2 separate regions of the Drosophila melanogaster genome follow, and region 1 is linked to region 2. Evidence: chromatin contacts called from public Hi-C data. All regions are on one chromosome and are shown on one strand. The core of a region is the stretch at or near the end of the contact, and the rest is flanking DNA. Distances in the headings are between cores, read along the strand shown.

Region 1 (6,783 bases), core at 1,402-3,901, 110 kb after region 2:
TTTTAAAATTTTAAAACTTACTTTATCATATTTAAAATTTATTTTTTCATTAAAAAAAAATAGTTATCCCTATCACATTTTACCAATTCATCGCAAAATTCACGACGGAATTACGAAACAACAACATTAATAGCTCCCAAAGACCCAAAAGGGTATATGCATTAAAAAAACAAAAAAAACTTTTAGTAAGATGCTGTGCAAGCGGCACTCGCATAAAATAGCATCTAACGAACTTCTTAACGTAAAGCGCTCAGCAGTAATCCAAAGCGAAAAATACGAAACCTGTTGATCAAGGAATGGGTGCATTTAATTTTTCTGTTTACCTTGAGTGTAAGTGTAATTCGTGGAGATAGAAGTCAACAAATAGTTGTGTATTTCGTAACCGCCGAATAAGATTGCAAGCTCTGACAATTTAATGTATAATAAACTAAAAAAGTTTTTAAGCTTTTGGTAATAAAATTAAAATGTGGTTTTAATCGAATCAATTTGATCTAGGCTAGTCAACATTATTGAAAACTCTTGTTATTAATTATGTTAGCTTTAAACGCATTACCGTAAAGTTACCGACCAGTGAATTTAAAAAGTTTAGTTATATTCTAATAAAACGTCAATTATTTGTGTTTTTATTTATTTATTTAATTGTGCTAAAATGAGTAAATTTGAAAACACTGATAGACTTCCAAACTGTGTTCGATTATTTATGCTACAGATTTCTTTTATTTGACTTATTAATTTTTCGGCGTTTTAAAATCATATCATACAGAGCGTCCAAACCTTCTTGGAGACCCTCACCAGTTATAGCACAGGTTGGCTGTATATACCACCCCCTAAATTGCACAGAATTTGATGAAGACCTGTTCATCTTTTTGTTATGAAAACCATTTTTAACATCTTGTGGGTTTTTTTGATCCAGTACAGCAGAATTGTTGTGAGATTGCGGATATATAAAAGCTGTCAAGGCTCCTCCGCTTAACGTGGAATTGTGGTCTTTACTTTCAAGTGCAGGTTTTATGTGAATCATAGACGAATGCAGATGACTCTCTTTTTTCTCTTCTAAAGATTTATCTGTAATACTTTGGTTTGAAACTCTACAGCCAATTAAATTAATTGTGGGAGAAGAGTCGGAACTAGAGGGCATTGATATATTAGGCACCGGGTTGTAAAGTTCGTTCAGTCCTAAAAGTTTTTCCAGTTCCATTGCACCACAAGCGTTGGGCAGATCCTGTTTATTTGCTAGTATCAGAACGGGAACACCCTTTAAAATAAACAAAAATTATCGGTTTAAGTTTCACATTTACTTTTAATTAGATATTAATATTATATTATTATATTATTATTATATTAATATTAACATAGTATGTCAATACGTAAAGAAATAAAACGCTGAAATTACGATGGATGCCACTGCATGTACCAACGAAACGCGTTAGGAAAGTGCGAAACCACAATGTACACAATTTACACAAAATGTACATTTACATCCTAAAGATAAATCTGAAGCAGAGCACAGATCGTTTTGGAATTGTTTCATTTTACTTTTATCAGGACAATGACCCAAAGAACACGGCTTTAATGAACACTTGTGGAATACATTGGAGCATAACTTAATGGTGGAAGGAAATAGGCGACAAATTACATTTAGAAGCGGCTCTATGTAAGAAGTGGGTGGAAGTGGACCAATCCTATTTGGTAACTTTAGTTTCTTCCAAGCCAAGCCGACTTAATGAAGTCAACAAAATGAGGTGTATAATGACTTTTGATGAAAACCATATGGAAGTTTTTTTGGTTTTTGTAATATTATTAAGCTAAAAATGTCCAACAACACTCCTTTCATTTTTTTACGTTAATAAATAAATAAGTTGTTTTGATTTTAAATTTAAATCACATTGTGTATAAGACGTGAATGACACACTAACATTTAGAGAATCTGATAAACTAAACTAACTTAACAGTACGTTATTATTCTGATGTAATATAGAACAAATCGCAGGTTTGTTCTTTTACGCAGGGATGAATTACAAAATGTTCGTTATTTCTTACCTGGTTATCAGGACATTTAGCGGTACGCATTAATTCCATCTTAGCTTCTTCCATTCTTTCTGTATCAACAGAATCAATAACAAACAAAATGCCATCAGTGCAACTAAAAGTGATTTAATAAACCTTTAACATCAATTAAATTAATTTGAAATGTAATACCGTGTATAACTTCTCCAAAGTGGTCTCAATTTTTCTTGTCCTCCGACATCCCAAACCAAAAAATGAACTCCTTTTGCTTTGCCAAGGGTACATTGTACCTAATAATTTAAATTTCGCTTAAGAACCCAATGAAGCTGAATCTTTAAAACACATACCTTTTCACAATTAAATCCAATAGTTGGCACTGTGTTTAAGTATTGATCAAACTTAAGTCTGTATAAAGCCGTTGTTTTTCCCGCAGAATCCAAACCTAACATAACTACATGTAGAGTTGCCTTAAAAAAAATTATTTTGTTTGTATATCCTTGAAATTTGTCATTATACTACCTGTGATGGCAGTGCATCCAAAATATTTCCATTTTTTACCAACGGTTTTACCATTGTAGCACCCATTCTTCAATGAAATATTGTCGATTTTACATTACTCCTACTTCATTATATTTTCGTTTAATTCGATAACACACTGTTACCGATTAAATAATTTGATGTAGCTTAAATTACACTTCGCTCACACTATGCTCCAATTATGGAACCCTAGAACAAGAGTACTGTAAGTTGTTTCGATTACGTTGCTTATATCGAATGCCCGCTTGCACTAGGTGAGCATACATTTCCAAAGCAGTTGTGTCGTTGAATATTTGTTTTGTTTTTAGATACATTTTAAGTGCTTTGTTGTTAATAGTGAAGTAAAGCAAACATTTGGTTAAGAATATACATATTTCAATTATCCAACATCTTAATTATCTTAAAGTCTATTTAAGTTCAAAATCCAGATTTTATAGTAATCTAATAATATATGTGATCAATTTCAAATACTTCTGTTAATTAGGTCTATTGTCGATGTTTTGAGTTTCGATTGTAATTGAACTTTCTGATATGGTCAAGCTTAGGCATTACAAGATTTTGAATAGCCATCGAACTGTTTCGTCAGCGGTTATTGCCTACAAGCAAAGATCAATTGAAAGTGGATAGACCAATTTTCACAAATGAACAACAGGACAACAATCCAATTATTTAGAGTTTCATACATTTGTGTTTAAATTTTTTTTATAAAAACCATAGTCGTCTATAGAATATATGAAAAGGGTTAAAGTGCGTACGCTGTGTATTCTCATATAGCCTCAAACTATAATTCTGACCGGAACTTGTAAAAAGCAAGTATTGCACACATAATAACCGAAGCTCATCGAATTTTTGCATGTTTATGCAATTCTCGTCATTGTTTTCTGGTGTGTTAGAAGTCTTGCTAAGGCCTTCAATATTAGTTTGTATACATATATACATTTTTGATATATATTTATAGCCGTTACTCATGGAGTATAAGGGTATACTAAATTCGTTGAAAGTATGTAACAGGCAGAAGAAAGCCCATATAAATTATATACATATATAATGTACATTCTTGAACAGGATCAATAGCTGAGTCGATCTGGACATGTCCGTCTGTCCGTATGAACGTCGAGATCTCAGGAACTATAGAAGCTAGAAGATTGAGATTCAGCATACAGATTATAGAGACATTGACGCAGCGCAAGTTTGTTGACCCATGTTGACACACTCACTCTAAAGCCCACAAACCGCACAAAACTGCCAAGCCCACAGATTTGAACCACTTTTCGATGTTTTCATAATTTCATTAGTCTTGTTTTGATTATCAAGCATACTCAAACGCCCGAAAACCGCACAAAACTGCATCGCCGCGTTAAACCCAGGTTTAACATTTTTTCATAATTTTATTAGTCCTGTGAGTCTAAAGTCTGAAGCCGCCCAAGACTGGCTGGCCCACATTTTTGAAAAATTGTATATTGTATTGTAATAACTTATTGCCACGCCCACCAACAAAACCTCTACACTTTTAAAAAAATGTTGAATTGTTTTCTCATTTATTCCTCAATATCTATCGATATCCCAGAAAAATGATGAAATTTCTGGTTCGCATTCACACTAGCTAGTAACGGGCAAACGACAGTCGGAACACTTCCGCCTGTGGCAGCTTTCTTATACGCATACATTGACACTCGACAACTGTATGCATTGTATATTTGATTTATTTTCACTTTACAAGTTCTTAGATTTTAAGTGTATTTTACTTTTAATCAATTGGCACCATGTAAAAAATTCTGGTTTTTCATTACCCTTACATGATAATAAAAGAATATAGCATAGAAAAAGTAATAGCCGAATCTACCCTGCATTTCCGCCCACCGATGAATCACCGCTTAAGAGCGATAAAGAGCGCTTTGTATGAAAATCGGCGATGTTTTAAACATTGGCAGTCACCGCTATGAAAAAATTCGCACAAACACCGCTGAAAAAGCGCAAAATCATCGCTTTTAATCACCGCTTTTTAAGCGTATTTAAAACGGTAAATCATCGGTGTATTCTTCGCTTTTTCACCGCTGTTTATTCATTTAATCCTAACCCCTTTTTGAAGTGATAATTTTTTTTTTAAATTTTGTTTATTATTTAAATAATATTACAAATAAATATAAAATGCGTCTTGTTGTCCTTCGGAGTTAGGGCCACTTTCTTTTTAGTTGAGTTGGAATATGGGGTCCACATGTCCGATTAACCTTAAAGCTAAATATATTATTTATATTATGTATACAACAATGTATTACGAAAAATGTACCTTAAATGATCTCTTCAGGGAGTAGGACGCGTTGTTGCTTGTAAAATGAATCCATTGATGGAATTGCCTGGATTATTGAATTAAATTCGAAAACACTACCATTTTTATAAACACTGGCACTCAATTAAAATCTCGTCTACTTGTCACAAAAATCTAGCTATTATTGTTATTTCCCTATTACTCGTCCCCCTCCCTTCAAACAAGATACATATAATGTCTTTGCATGTTCCGCTTCTTACGACACCTATGCGCTCGGCGACTGAGAGCGTCTGGTTAGCAGTCGACAAGAAACAAAACAGAAATGAATTTATTTGGAATATCATCGATAGTCGGGAGAGCGTCGGCTCTGCAGCCGAAACAGTTGGCTTTGCTGGCGGAGCCGATGACTTGTGGAACTGCAGGGTATGTACAAAATATCATATAATAAATTTCATAAATGACTGTATTGGATTAATATTCATTACAGTATTCAGCTTCAGTACCTAAAGAAATCAATTTTTCAATATAAAGGTTGCATATTTTATTTATTTTATAAATATTACCTTTGATCATTGTACGTTTAGATTGTTTTTATTAAATATATTTTTAGAACGTAATTTCTTTTTTTTTTGGAAAACGTATGTTTTAAAAGCTAAGTACAAAAGCTATAAGAAATTTAAGATCGCAACATTATTTAAATAATGATGAACTTAATTTTAATTCTGTAAAAGATGCTGCTCACCTGTCCCCTGTTAAAAATTGTCGTATGTGCCGTTTTACACATTATTCATTATAAACATAAATATAAAAATGTAAATGTTAATTAATAAAAACCACTTCTTTAAAAAAATAATAGTCAAGGCATAAGTTTTTAAATAATATTTTAGTAGATCATTTTGCAACGAAATTATACAAAACTCTAAGTAATTAACTTCGTTTCATAGATCAAAATTGATTTCGCCCCGAAAATTGCCTTCTTGCACAAGTACGCACGCATACACACTCGATTATTGAATTAACAGACACAAGCAAGTGCATTCAATTTTAAGGTTTTTACCAAAGACACTAGAATAACAAGATGCGTAACGGCCATACATTGATTTGGCTCTATACAGCCACTTTTTTGGTGACGGCAAAAATTGCTTTCGAGAACGCGAATATGGGTGCGTGTTGTGCTAGAAGACGATTTTCGGGCGGAAATCAATTTTGATCGAAGAAACGAATTTACATTGTACATATTAGGGTAGTTTTTGCCAATTTCCTAGCAATATGATAAAATAAAATAATTTTTAAAAATTCGAGCCCTGACTATTATAATTTAAAAGCTTTTTAAATTCGTTTGTTAAAATCGCCGCTCGAATTAGCTACCGTTTACACATTTATATTTATGTTCAATTCTAAGTTGTCTCTCATCTAAAAATTTTTTTAAAAGCGAAATATTTTTTTTTGAACACTTTTAATGTTAATGTTACATCATATTAAGTCAAATGACTTAATAAATATACTAAATATTTAAAGGAAGTACAAAAAAAAGAAGACATTACGTTGAGAAATAAATATTTCATAAAAATAATACGAAGTAGAAAATATAAATTTATAAAATAAATAAAAATATGATAACTGTTTATTGCAAAAGTCGTATGAAAGACACTAGAATTATTCTAGTGTCTTTGCTTTGGTCATATCTTGAGTCACGAAGTACGGACACAAGCACTCAACAATCATTGCCTTATTAATTTTTCACACGCCGCAAGATGAATACTCTAATGACAAATATTCTTATATAAAGTCATTTTTGAAATTTATTTTGTGATAATATGTACATAGTTTTGGCTATTTCTAATCTATTTTCAAATAATAATAACGTTAAGGCAATGCAAAACATGAATTTTTCGCATGGTGCCAATTGATCAAAAATAATATAGATTTAAAGCCAAAGAACTTCTAAGGTGAAGGGCATATTTTGTCAAATT
Region 2 (6,687 bases), core at 3,980-6,479:
GGAAGTATGGTGGCCATTCCTCTTTACGCAAATCATGATAGTAATGACTATAGTGGTTTGGTTCCTGCAGATTAATTTCTTCTAGTCCGAAAATACAACATAATGCCACTCCTTAGACCAGGCCATATGAGCTCGAGCAAAACTAAGGTGTGCTTTTTTTGCCACTTATTAAGAGGTGTTTTTTTTTTAAGTTTTTCGTGTTTTAAATGTTTATCTTTCTTAATCACCCTTTGAATCAACTATCAATTTTTCCGGAGGAGTCGTGGGAATTGCTAGGCGTTTGACGTATGGACCCTCGATCTGCCGCGTTAAAGACACTGTCATTGCCACCTTTATGGTTTTTCCTATAATTTTGCGATGTCTGCCTTTTTTCTGCAATAATGAAAGGACACTCCGCATTCATAGAAAGCTATGATTTCGGATCTTTCCTACAAGGATTACATTGTTCCTCTTCCCAATTATTTCGCAAAATTTTCAATTAAACAGCATAAAAAATTGTGCTGTCCTACCATTCAAATTATGGAAGATATTCAAAATTGCATTTGGGGGCGGTAATCTGATGATGCAATATACGTGTCCAATTTTTGTCGAAAGTTAAACAAAGCAGAATTAAAAAGATAACGGTTCTTCTCAGGACGTCTTTTGTAATCCGCAATGATAGAGGGAAAACAAAGCAGCATAAACGGAAACAATTATTTACCAACTAAATTTTCTATCAAAGCAGTTGAATCAACCAGTATAAGCTTTAGAGGCTCTTACAGATTAAGTCCAATTGCACATATTTTCATAGGCTAAAACAACATTTACCCGTTACTTAGCTAGTTAATTTTATAGTCAAATAAAATCGTGTATCATGCCTATGTGAATGTCATATTCAAAATAAAGTTACATATGTAAGTAAACCATATATTTTTAAATTTTTTTTGATTTTTCATTTCATTTGGATTAATCGGACAACCAAGCTTATTTTAAAATTTCCTTGTATATATCGTAGTCGTCTTCACGCCATCTCCAGTAGTATTGGAAATGGAATCCACCAAAGTGTTTGACATGCTTACATAGTTGGGGTATATATTGATTTTTATTCAATCGACATACCTGCGAAAAAGCAAAGTTTTATAAGTAAAATTCTTTTATTTAAAAATTATATTTAAACAAATGAATTTCAGCACTTTAGCTTTCATCATAAATGACAGAGACGAAAAATAACAACATCATATTAAATAATAAAAGTGCAATAATATATGCAACAATTTCCTTCTTATAAATCTTATAAAGTTCTTTAAAACAAATATGTTTGTAAAATACATCTAGTTACAGCTACGTCAAGATGACTTATATGTAGCCTGTAATATAAATATACTTTTGTAAAAAAGTTAAAGGGATTAATGTTTTAAAGAAAATATAAAAAAATTTGTTCAAATTTTCGAAAAAAAAAAGCTAAAAATGTTTTTTTTTTTAATAGGAAAGCAATCTAAATAATTTAAGTTTAAAGACAAAGAAATTATAAGAAATTGGCTTCTGTATTGCACGTTTTAATTCTCATTGGAATTTATAAATTAAATGCTTTACATACCTGTGAATTTCGGCTTCTTTGTATACACCTCGATCGTTACGAAACGTAGCCTATATAATATACAAGTAAGTGGAGGCTTAGCATAAAAATGTTAGATTTACATACCACATTCAGGATGGACGGCTGGAACAAACATATGCCTAAAAGACGAAAGACTTCCCAAAGGCCCACAAACTAATATAACAAGCCAAGAAAATAGTTTATGCAATTTGTAGAGAAATGTATTTTATGTTTGAATGCAATACATAAAAAAATATGCATTTCATATTTAATTTAAACAGCTTCCTGTACTGGGGGCTCATAACCTTCAGGGCGGTCGATTACGGCTCCCTCGGATGAAACAACGGCTTCCACGGATTTGCCACCGCCATCGCCATGCAATTCCAGAAGCTTTGAGACATCGAAGCGCGGTTTCTTCAATACCTTTACTTTACGAATGTAAACATCATGTAATGGATATATGCGCTGACAGCTTTTTTCGATATCTTTCGCAATCGAGTCCAAGGCCAGCTTGTTAACAAGCTGCTTTAGATCGGCACCACTAACTTCATTAGTAATAATGTCGGTCATGCGAGCACGAATCTTTCGGACTTGCGATTGCTGAGCATAACATGTTTTGCGCTGAGACTGCTGATCCTTGGCAGTAAATCCGATACAAAACACTCGCAAGAGGTACCCATCTACAGTCTTTGCTTCGACAATAGCTTCAATTAGTGTTTGCCACTTTTTAACCATCGACCTAAACAATATTGAAATGTTAGTAAGCATTTACATTTATACATGCAAGTGCACATTTACAAATATAAAGTCGAGACTTGTGCATTATAGACGTTTACTAACCTGTACTTGTCCGTAGTCAAGTCCATTCCGTGAAAGTTACAGAGCACATTACGGTCTTGAACATCTTCTGCAATAAGACGGAACTTGCGAAAAGAACGTTCTGGATCAATATCCTTTTGCAAGTCTGCTAAAGACACTTCGAAAACGCGACCCTTCAAATAATCCGATGCTATTCTTTGACCCTGGGTGCGGTTTACAAGTGTTTTACCGATTTGACGGGTTTGAAACATATTCGGAGCTTTGACATCGTACCAGTCCTTGCGAGAAAACGGGTCCACCACCTTCTTCTTACCGCCCTTCTTACCACCCTTGGAAAGACCTTTATTTTTGCCGACTGCCATGTTCAACTAATAAACCGGAAAAGGTCGAATCACGTTGACGACGTATGTGGAAAAAAGGAAACCAGTGTTGGTAAAGGCCACGAGTGTCATTTTATAATTTGAGACCTGTATGCAGTAATATGTCCGTGTTATATCGCTTTCTCATTGTGCTGCGTTCCGAAAATTTTTTGGAGCACTGTGTACACGATTACTTTTTAGTGAGCCAAAGGATATATCTACAACTTGTATTATGGGAAGTACAAACTACGAAATCCTTGTAAAATATACCTTAAAGGAACAGTTACGCTTGTAGTTTAATAAAATATAAACAGAAAACAGTAAAGAGTAAATGTCGTGACCAACAAATTTGTAACTGTAATACATAACAAAAAATAGAAGAGCATCAGCCGTTCTAAGCTGTTTTTTGCTCTAGCTATTATTTCTATATTATAGTTTTAGTTAATTTCTAATATGGGGTTTAATTATTATATTTGACGCCTAATCTTGATAAAAATTAAATTTCATTAAAACAATTCTATGTTTTGTTAGTTTTTTAATTGTTACCATTTCTGTCACTCGTAATAGAAGCGGAAACAATATGTATTTTGGTCACGTTTATTGACCATCGCCACAAATGCAGCCGGCGTTGGTTCACTTCTCACGACTAATTTTCATCATAGACGGTAAAAATATATAAGAAAAATATAAACGCAGTGAATAAATGTTTTGGGTAAATTCATATTTGCATTTTATTATTTTTAATCTTCCATTCCAATTTTTTTGTAAGCAAAGAACGTCTCATTATCCTGAAATTATTCGATACGAGCCAAGAATTATAAAAAAAAATCATTTTGTAAAATGTCTTAATTTTGTTTTATTTTACTATTTTTGACTTTTTTTTTTAGTATAAAGCAAAATAAATAAAAAAAAAAATAAATTTTAAAAATTAAGTGAACAAAATTAAGCATTTAAATGATTTTGTATAAAGCTAATATATCTATGCTGTTGCTCGAGACCGGCTAAGCCATAGGGTCTTTCCAAAATACGTAGAACTACAGCTTCATTACAGAAGTTATGGGCGTACGAAATTGATCTCTTTTTTTTATTATGCGTGTTCTCCAAACATCCAAATATTTTTAACAAACTGAATCTGCATGCCTAATTTGATTCCATTATATCTCGGCGTCGAGATCATCCCGCCTTGCGGTCAGTTTTTTTAATTGGGTCCAAGGCAAATTTTAAAAGTGTGCGTATCATATGATATCGTTTACCATTATCAATAACATCACAGTTAAATTGGAACAGGCCCAAGTGTTTTTAAATACATTTTTATAATTAAAATGAAGAAAGATTGATAAATGTTTTTAATTTTTGTATTGGGGCACACCATACAATATAACTTCATGAATTTTAGGAGGATGCTAGGCAACTGCTAGTTCAGAAACGGTCTCGCATTTCGATTTCGATTATTTTAAAAATGACGTGGATCGGTGAAATACGCTTGGCAATGCTGGTCAAATGGTCAAATGCTGGCCCGTTTAATGGGAAATACACCTATACATATCATGAGTTGCCACCTGGCAACTCCCACATCACGGGAGGTGCCTTCCGATTTTTGCACATTTTGAAACTTACCATCCTGATATTTGTACATATCGGGAGCTGCCATACGATTTATGCACATATGAAGAACTACCATCCTGAATTCTACATACACCGAGAGGTGAATTTTCGAAGTATCATTCTGAAATCTGCACGTATCAAGAGCAGCCATCTTGAGATGTAATTTGTACAATGTTAATCGACAACCAAACTTTAAAATTAGGATGGCAATGCCCGACAAGTTCAGTGATTAGCGAAATACGATATCTTTAAATTGTAGCGTATGGGTGAAAACTGCATGAGTTTATCATGTACATAATCCATTCTAAAAACTAAGCATGACCCCAAACCGCTATTAGGAGTTTAAATGAATATATCGACCTTTAGCTTAAGCGAACCAAAATAATAAAAAATCTTATTATTGTGTTTTAACATCTAACAAACATTGAAAAGTTAAAAATGAAAATTCTTGTTATAATTTTTTTTGATTATTTAATGCTAATCGAGCCATTCGATATAAGCAAAATATCGAGAATTGTCGCGGCAGAACATCGATGCACGCCTGCTTATCGACAGTTGCCATCGTCGTTATTCCAGCACTAATTTAAAAAAAATTCGATCAACGCAGACGTGGTACGGCGTTTTAAATCTGATAACATTTTGAACCGGGAATTATTTTAGAGTACCATTCTTTGTTTTGTGCCTGTTTCAGTATAAATTAATTATGCGCCTGATTTAAAGTACAAAATGTGTAAATATATCACCTTACCGTCGCGGGTGCACCCAATTGTGCTTTGATGAATAAATATACATATATGCAACATATATAACTTCCTGTGTTAGTATAAGTGTATGTCAGCCAAAAACAAATATATATATGAGTGTTTATCGGCATTCGTGTGCTGGCAGAGCAGCGATCAAAGCTGCGTTCGGTACTCGTTGACTGGCCCAAGAATGAATTCTCGTGCAAGTGTGTTGATAAAAAGTATACGTATGTATGTATGACATACAAAAATATTGTGTCTGATTAATTAATGCGTGTATGCCTTTAACTGTGAAACCTTTTTCAATTAGTATTTTTCTCACATGTAAGTGTGCTTAATAACAGAAAAGTTTGCTGCAAATTTGTGGCTTTGTGGATAGCTTTTCAGTAAACTAACGTATAAAGGATTCAAATTTTACTGCTCTAATCTCTCGGATTGTTTAATCAAATCATCACTGTAAGTGTCCCTGCTTAAGTTCAATATAATAACATCCACAGTCATCGGTCAAGTTATACAATAAAGTCAAACGTGCGCACTTTTTCGCTCTTCAGGGAACATTTTAATTTCAGATCCGATTTTCTGTTTTAATAACTTAAATATAAAGTTAACACCACATTGTCGTGTTCATATATGTAGATACTCATCAGATAGATATATGTATACGTGTAACTATGCATGTATATGTAAACACGGCATTGGATCCTCTGCTTCGAATGCAGAGAGCCGACAGTACTCACACACACCCTGATGTTTGTTTATTTATTTGCTGAAAATACAGTTTTCTGTATTCTGTTTTACGCATATATTTTTGTTTAGACTCTGTCGTTTTCGTCTCTACCTGTTGATACACCACAATCTTGTTTCTAAATAGAAACTCGTTGTGTCATTAGTCTTGAGCCGATGCGTATTCTGCTTTGTTTTTGCTATTGCCGCTGTCGGCGTCGACAAAGTTGTTACCTTAAACTAGTATGTAGTTAGCTATTTGCCTCAGCGCGTTCTGCCTACCTATCCGTTTAGTTCAAATCTCCGACGGCCCAGTCAGGTAATGAATAAATCGCCGTGCCTCCAAAGCCGAAATGTGACAAATCGCTATGTATGTATATTTTACATACGCTTTTCCATTTTGCTAATCATTTAGTTCCGAGAAAAGTGAGTAAGAATTTGTCCTTGCAGGTCGATACAACTTTTATTTTAAATAAAATGCAAGGGCAAGGTTATTTTTTTTTATTTATTTTTTTTTTGTGAAATGAAGATTTCTAGTAACTACAGCCCTTTTTTTGTGGAAAGGTGTGAAGATGGAGAACACACATAAAAAGCATTTTTAAACCGCATGCATTGTTGTGTAAATTGCAAGACCTTAAAGAAATTAACAAAATAATATTATGATAACACCTACATTTTTTATGTGTATAGTTATTAGTTACTTATTAAAATTGTTGCACTACGCTTTTAAAGACACGAAAATTCCTATTCTAATACAACTTTTTCATTTAAAATAATCCGTCATATCCGAGCAATATTTCATCAGAATAAAAGTGTTGTTAAGATTGGACTTTAGAAATTGAGTAAAAAAATGTATATTTTA

The links. Hi-C and Micro-C count contacts between places; a contact is called where the count stands out from the background.
Region 1: a contact with region 2 is called in a Hi-C map of the Kc167 cell line, with 4 times the contacts expected there. The contact joins the promoter of Arl4 here to the promoter of pan in region 2. A contact is called at or near these places in 10 of 107 Hi-C or Micro-C datasets (the Clone 8 cell line, the Kc167 cell line, the ML-DmBG3-c2 cell line and 1 more).

Annotation. Positions count from the first base shown.
Region 1 is chr4:176,738-183,520 of dm6, forward strand. Arl4 (ADP ribosylation factor-like 4) reads right to left here and starts at 2,652. Exons shown (of 5, transcript NM_001258479.3): 1 at 2,524-2,652; 2 at 2,355-2,474; 3 at 2,200-2,297; 4 at 2,041-2,143; 5 at 611-1,255. The coding sequence starts at 2,592. The coding sequence ends at 704. lncRNA:CR46488 (long non-coding RNA:CR46488) reads right to left here and starts at 5,361. Exons shown (of 2, transcript NR_167882.1): 1 at 4,832-5,361; 2 at 3,792-4,779.
Region 2 is chr4:64,424-71,110 of dm6, forward strand. It overlaps pan (pangolin), which reads left to right and starts at 5,230. Exons shown (of 12, transcript NM_001258477.2): 1 at 5,230-5,558. RpS3A (Ribosomal protein S3A) reads right to left here and starts at 2,784. Exons shown (of 4, transcript NM_001258475.2): 1 at 2,417-2,784; 2 at 1,682-2,315; 3 at 1,577-1,626; 4 at 802-1,098. The coding sequence starts at 2,757. The coding sequence ends at 1,850. snoRNA:CD-24 (a small nucleolar RNA gene) reads right to left here and starts at 1,222; the gene lies at 1,154-1,222.